Linked DNA regions of Sus scrofa: region 1 is linked to region 2. Evidence: chromatin contacts called from public promoter capture Hi-C data. All regions are on one chromosome and are shown on one strand. The core of a region is the stretch at or near the end of the contact, and the rest is flanking DNA. Distances in the headings are between cores, read along the strand shown.

Region 1 (3,363 bases), core at 93-2,592, 340 kb before region 2:
GTCCCCTTCTCTACCCTGTCTTCCACCTCTCCCCACTCCCAGAGAATACGCTGCCCTGCTGAAACTCATCCATGCCCAGGGCACCACAGCACTATCCCTTGGGACACTGATTAACTCCGAACGGGCATGGCTGAGCCAGCAGGAGAGACAGGGCTGGCCACAGTCCTAGGGGTCGGGCAAACAAAACGCAAACTGGGGGCAGGAGCTGCCCAGCTCTGAAACAGAGACCAGCAGAAACTCGGGTCCAAAAGGGTGCATGCAGCCTCACCAGTCTATGGGCCTCTCTGGGGCAGGATCTGTGCTCTACCCATACCCTCCTCAAGACCAAGGGCAGAAAGGGGCTCTGAGAACAGGTATCACTGAGTGGGCAAGGGTCCAGGAACCCAACTCCACAGCGTGGGGATTTGCAAACCTGGATTTGTAGGGCAGCTCCACTCTGAAACTACACCCGGGTTTCTTCATCTGTAATTTGGAATAACAGCTACCCAGGAGAAGGTTAAACATGAGTGATAATAATGATCGTGGTTAATAGTAACTGGGCACTGCCTAGGTGCCAGGTACTGTTCACTGCACTTTACATGTACTAACGCATTTATTCACCATCACAGTAAGGCACATGCCCCAAGGACCTAGCACAGGTTTGGCATTCTATACACACCCCGTAAGTATTATTGTTCCACCTATCAGGAAAAAAATCCAAAAGGTCTCCTTTTCTTTCTCCCCAACACTTGACTTGAAAAAAAGGAGAAAAAGAAAAGCGAGAAATAGAAATGCTCGTAGACGGAGAAAGGACCCAAAGAAGCCCGAGGATGGGTCCTGAATGTAAGACAGAGGGTGCGGAGCTAAGAAGCGGGGTGTGCTAAAAATAGAGGTGCCCTCAGAGGAAGCCACAAAACTCCGGCCGTGTGCAAATTTCGAAGACCCAATACCAGGAGAAAGAAGAGTGACTGGAGGCTAAACTCTAAGCGAGGGAGCCACAAGAGCACCGAGCTACACCAACACGCTGCAAGACTCAGGAAGGGGATGCCCCTCGATGAAGGAAGGCGACCGCCTTTGGGAGACGGGGAGATCGCAGTGGGAGGAAGGCCTAGGCAGCGGTCGGACGGCACCTGAGGAAGTGTCACCCGCCGGAGGAGAGCCCCTGGGAAAACCGGCAAGGGTCTGGCAAGGAGGGAGTCCCGCACCGGGAGGCGCCCAGCGACCCCACCCCCCACCCCCACCCCGGGACCCTCGGCCATTAGGTGCCGCTAGGGTTTTCCCCAGGCCCGGTGCTCACTCACCCGGCCGCCCTCCAGGGGCGAGCCAACAGGGCACGGCGGAGCGCGGGCAGCGACAGCAGCATCTCGAGCTCAAGGCGCGGCTGCTCGCTGGACCGTTCGCCCCCGGAGCTGAGAGAAGGCGCGGCCCCGCCCGGAGCGCACCACCTCGAACATAGGGGAGAACCTATCACTCCGGCCGTCCTCAAAGTAGAGCTCTACAGAAATATCTCTATATTTACCTTCTACTAACAAAATAATTCTCTTTTCATGGCATTATAAAGAGTATTATATGACAAAGAACAAAATAACTCAAAAGAGAATCCTTGAAATGTTCATATTTCCCCCTCCCCTCTTTATGGTTTGACCCAGCCGGCCTCCAAAAGGGCCGAGGGCCAGAGGGAGTGAGCTCCACCGACCAATCAGAGTGACACATGGGAGCTCCTGGACCAATCAGAGGTGTGGTCATGTTGCAGCCTTCTTAGGCCGGGATAGAGGGGCTGAAACAGCCAATGAAAAAGCGGGAGTGGAGCACGTGTGAGGCGGAGCGGAAGGACCGCGGGTCTGTGGGTCAGGTGCTGCTTGAGTCCCGGCCCCACCACTCTAGCTGCCCTTGATTTGTGGACGATAGACTCTTGACCCTGCAAGGCCACTCTGCAGCCAGCCCCCTGCCTCTACTCAGAGGCTGCAGCCCCTGGAATGAGCCTGCTGTCCCTAGTTCTGGCTTCCTGGCTGGCACCCAGCCGCCCTCTCTCTCCATCTCCGGGCCTGTAGCGGGGCCACCCAAAAAGCTTCCTGTGGCCTAAAGCTTAGATAAATCGGCCTGCTTCGTTGCAGATTACGATCAAAAGAAGATAAAACCCGAGCCATCCTATGCTCAGGCTGTCCTTCAAAGCCTTTATTTTTGCAACCTAGAGCACAATTTCAATTTTTCTCTTGGAGAAGTTGTTTGCCTGATGAACGTTATTTATTTATTCACTTAGGTCTTTTTTATGGCTACACTCGCGGCATGTGGAAGTTCCCTGGCTAGGGGTCTAATCAGAGCTGCAGCTGCCGGCCTACTACCCCACAGCCACAGCAACGTGGGATCGGAGCTGCACCTACGACCTGCACCACTGCTCACAGCAACGCTGGATCCTTAACCCACTGAGCGAGGCCAGGGATCCAATCTGCATCCTCATGGATACTGGTCGGGCTCCTTACCGCTGAGCCACAACGGGAACTTCCGTGATGAACGTTATTTAATACTGGGATTCTGAAGTCTTCCTGAGGACAGAATCTTAAGGGCGCATTCTATTCCTAAAGTGCTGTTATGGTTTTTCTAATGCATTCTTCTAATGTATCTGTTTAAATGTTTTCCAGCAGAGTGTACCCAGAACCCGCTGAGGAGTCATTAGAGTTCCAAAGCTCATGGTAGTTTATCCCTGTCATTGGCAAAAGACATAACCTTACTGAGCCTGTTTCCATGTCTATAAAATGGGGGTAATAATATCCACCTTAGGATGCCCTCATTATTTCATGCTACTCCTCTTTCTTCAGAAAGTCACACTCTTTCAGGCACTTTGGGGAACTTAGAGTGGGGAAGGGGAAAAAGAAAGAACAATCGTCCCTCAGTGTCCGTGGGAGACTGGTTCCAGGAAATCCAGCTTTGCTGGAGTCACTTACAGAAAAGGGCACAGTACAGTCAGCCCTCCCTATCTGAGGATGCGAAACTTGCAGATTCATAGAACCAACTATACAACAAGTGCAAGTCTTAGCAATGGTAAAAGTAAATCGGGATTGGTGGTGGCCGTTTTTCTTCACCCTTAAAGAAAACCCTAGTCATGGAGCCCAGATCACACAGGCCAATGTCTCCCTGAATTCAGGCATTAGCAAGAAGAAACTAGAACATTGGATGGTGTCAAATCCAGGGCCTGGGAGGTGGCCTTTCAAGGACACTGTGAGGAGGTTTAAGAAATGGGGTCAATGTGATTAATAGGACCTCAATTCCAAACCAGCCTGTGCCAGTTATTCAGTCTGTGATCTCTGTGGCTCACTCGTCCTCCTCGGTAAGATGCGCAAGATAATTCCTGCTTTAACTACTTCCAAAGATTTCGTTGTGAGGTGC
Region 2 (3,280 bases), core at 333-2,832:
GTAGTTGGCTGAATCTTTAAATGTGGAACCATGAATCCAGAGGGCTGACTAAAAGCTATGCTAAATTTTTGACTGCAGAGGGTGTCTGCCCCCCCCAACCCCTGTGTTCTTCAGGAGTCAACCATACATATTATATTGTGAGCATCTGCTCACATCATTAAATATGTGATTTATGTTGCATTTGACACACTGTCTTATATCACATACTTATATACCTGGCCCCCTAGACTGAGCTCCTTTCCGTCTCTGTAGCCACAACGTCTAGGACAACCATTGGCCCATACAGGCACTCAATAAATATGCAAATCAATTGGTCCAGAAAAGACTTCAAAGAAGAGCCACGAAGGAGTAATCAGAAGGATTAAAGTGTCCCCTTAATAATAATGATAATAATAATTGGGAACATACTGTTTGTACTCAATGAGCCAGGCACTCTGCTGAGAGTACTTTAAAGGAATTATCTTATTCATCCTCACAACTATTGCAGAAGGTAATTGTTAGGAAACTAGCAAACCCATTTTACAGATAAAGAAACTGAGACACAGAATGGTTAAGTCATTTTCCTAAGACTGTACAGCCTTCAGTAGCAAACTGACATTCACGCAGAAGTGAGCAAACTCCGTGGGGTTAAGGAAGGGATGGGTGGCTGGGTCAGTGAGTGAGCGAGTGAGTGAATGAATGAATAAATGAAGAGTAAGTGAATGAATGAAAATGAGCGAATGAGTGAATGAAGGAAGAGTAAATGGGTGAGTAAGCCAGTAAGAGAGCGAATGAATGACACCTAGCTGATGTGAGTCTTGGGCGGTCCTGTTCTGAGCCCGTGGAAGAGTTGAGCTAGAAGGGTGGGCTGTCTTCGTGTGAAACCCAGTAAATCAGAAACCTGACAGTCACAGAAATGAGGCCTGATGGGGGAGGAGAAGAGTGACCTCTGACCAGAACCCCAAGCATACCCGGATGGCAGAGCTCACTTCACGGGCTAGTGACCTGTACCGTCGCACAGGGACTGGCACAGAAAGGTCTCCAACTCTTGGTTTAATGCTCTGCCGTCGCCACCTTAAAACGCTTAATCTTTGAACAAGAGGTGCTACATTTCATTCTGCACTGGGCCCCAAAGTTATGTAGCTGGCCCTGCTGCATGCTACTGCCCTCCTTTTAGACAGAAGACAGGTATGCAAATAGCCCCACACCTCCAAGTAGGCCCCCCACGTACGCACCAGTCAAACTTGCCCACTTGGTCTTCGTAGACCGCGGCCGCAGGGATAAGCAGGGCGGCCCACAGCCAGAATCGGGAAGCAGCCGCCGCCACCGCCGCCGCCATGATAGGAGCCCGGGCCCCGCCCACCGCCGGCCCGGCATGCACCGGTCCGCAGGCCCCCGAGGAACCATAGAGTTGGGGCCGCAAGCACAGCCTTTGGTGGGACGCTCGGGACTCGGGGATCCCCAACCTGCGTGAGAAGTCGCCTTGGAAACACAGGAAAGCGTGCAGGCGGCAGGGAGAGGCGGGCCGCCGCGCAGATTGGTTCAGGCACGCGCGAGGGCAGCCCCCGAAGGCCATCCCAGAGGCCCCCGCGCCACCGGGGTCCTAGCAGGCAGCACCGCCTTCCGCCGCACGTGGCTGCGACGCGATGCCCAAATCCAAGCGCGACAAGAAAGGTGGGCAAAAGGGGCGTTGGGAACGGTGGGGAATTCGTAGGCTGGCTGTCAGCTACAATGGGGGCTTTGGTGGGGGGGACGGAGAGGGACGCCGGGAGGCCCGCAAGGAACTCCGCTGGCTCGCTGCGAGCTGGGATGGATGGGGGCTTCCGGGCGGCGGGAGCATGGGAAGCTTCGGAGGAGGCTGGAGCCTGGTCTAGGCAGGGAGCTGAGACTGCTTTGCCTGGCCTTGAGAGCTTTTCCAAGGCCGACTGGCCGGGAAACAGCCTCTGAACACCCGGGCACCACCCGATCTCGCTTCTACTGCAGCCCATCTCTCTTAAGCCCTCCGCGCTCCCCCCCAACCCTGGTCGCTTGTATGTGCTTGAAGTTGCTTCTGCCTGGCAGGCTTGTGTGCCGTTCTTTGTGCGGCTGCCTTTCTCAGATGGCAGTCTGTAGGACACCTTCCTTTGTCGTGGTGCGTCTTTTTCACCTTGGCTGTCTAGCATATTCGTTCAACAAATTAGAGCCTTGTACTCTCTAGGCGTTGGAAGATACAGCAGTTACAAGGAAGGCCTAGAGCCTTCAGCCAGCTTAACGTTTTAGTTAAGGGAAGCATAACCTCCCAAAAGACCAAAAACCGGATCAATAAATTTAAGTTGTAATGAGTTTTGTAGAGTAAAAGTAAGATAAAGAGAGGTTGATACTCTTTTGTACAATGTGACCAGAGAAGGTCTCTGTTGAGGGAACAGATGAGCAGAAACCCAAAGAAAAGAAATAAGCAACCCGTGGAGTTTACCTGCGAGGATGGTGTTCCAAGGAGAAGGAACACGAAGTGCAAAGGCCCTGAGGTGGGAGCGTGTTTAACGTGTTCTAAGGTCTAGAGGCCAGTGTGGCTGGAGCAGAGTGAGCTAAAAGGAGGAAGAGAGAATTGGGCGAGTGTACAGGGCTTGAAAGGCCTTTACAAGGAATCAGCTTTCACACCTGTGTCAAATGGGAGACAAGAGCCTGAGCGGAGGAATGATGGGGTGTAACTACACTTCTTAAAAAGATGACTCTTGGCCTTCCCACTGTGGCTCAGCGGGTCACAAACCCAACTAGTATCCACAAGGATGCGGGTTCAATCCCTGCCCTCACTCAGTGGGCTAACTATCCGGCGTTGTTGTGAGCTGTGGTGTAGGTCGAAGACAGGGCTTGGATCTGGTGTTGTGGCTGTGGCGAAGGCCGGCAGCTGCAGCTCCACTTTGACCCCTAGCCTGAGAACCTCCATGTGTTCCAAAAAAATCAAATAAAAAGTAGAAAGATCACCCTAGTTATTGCTTTGTTGAGGATAGACCAGGGAAGGCAGGGGCGATGGGCGAAGGTGGAAGCAGTGGGACCAGCAGTAATCCTAGAGAGTGCGATGCTGGCTTGGTCCACAGTTGTAGCAGTAGAAATGTTGGGAAATGGACAGCTGTGTTTTGTTTACGCTCCTACACTGCATTTGCCCCTGACCTGTGTGTTTCCCTTTTTGGATGTGTGCTTTGTGAAGAGGGATTGGGAGTGCCAGGTAAGATGAATAAGAGGTGGCCTCCTCCCAGAACCACGACTTGGCCTTTGATTCTCTGTAAGAGTTTGTGAAATGACTAGGTTCTGTGGCAGGAACCCT

What was found. Promoter capture Hi-C pulls out the DNA fragments that hold promoters and counts their contacts.
Region 1: a contact with region 2 is called in a promoter capture Hi-C map of liver, with 2.5 times the contacts expected there. The contact joins the promoter of ALDH4A1 here to the promoter of MRTO4 in region 2. A contact is called at or near these places in 3 of 5 promoter capture datasets (fetal liver and liver), 16 of 47 Hi-C or Micro-C datasets (alveolar macrophages, blood, embryonic fibroblasts and 11 more) and 2 of 2 datasets of contacts at active chromatin or transcription factors (alveolar macrophages and skeletal muscle).

What each region holds. Positions count from the first base shown.
Region 1 is chr6:77,402,673-77,406,035 of Sscrofa11.1, forward strand. ALDH4A1 (aldehyde dehydrogenase 4 family member A1) reads right to left here and starts at 1,343. Exons shown (of 16, transcript NM_001252213.1): 1 at 1,281-1,343. The coding sequence starts at 1,342.
Region 2 is chr6:77,746,217-77,749,496 of Sscrofa11.1, forward strand. It overlaps MRTO4 (MRT4 homolog, ribosome maturation factor), which reads left to right and starts at 1,583. Exons shown (of 8, transcript NM_001243715.1): 1 at 1,583-1,653. The coding sequence starts at 1,626. It also overlaps EMC1.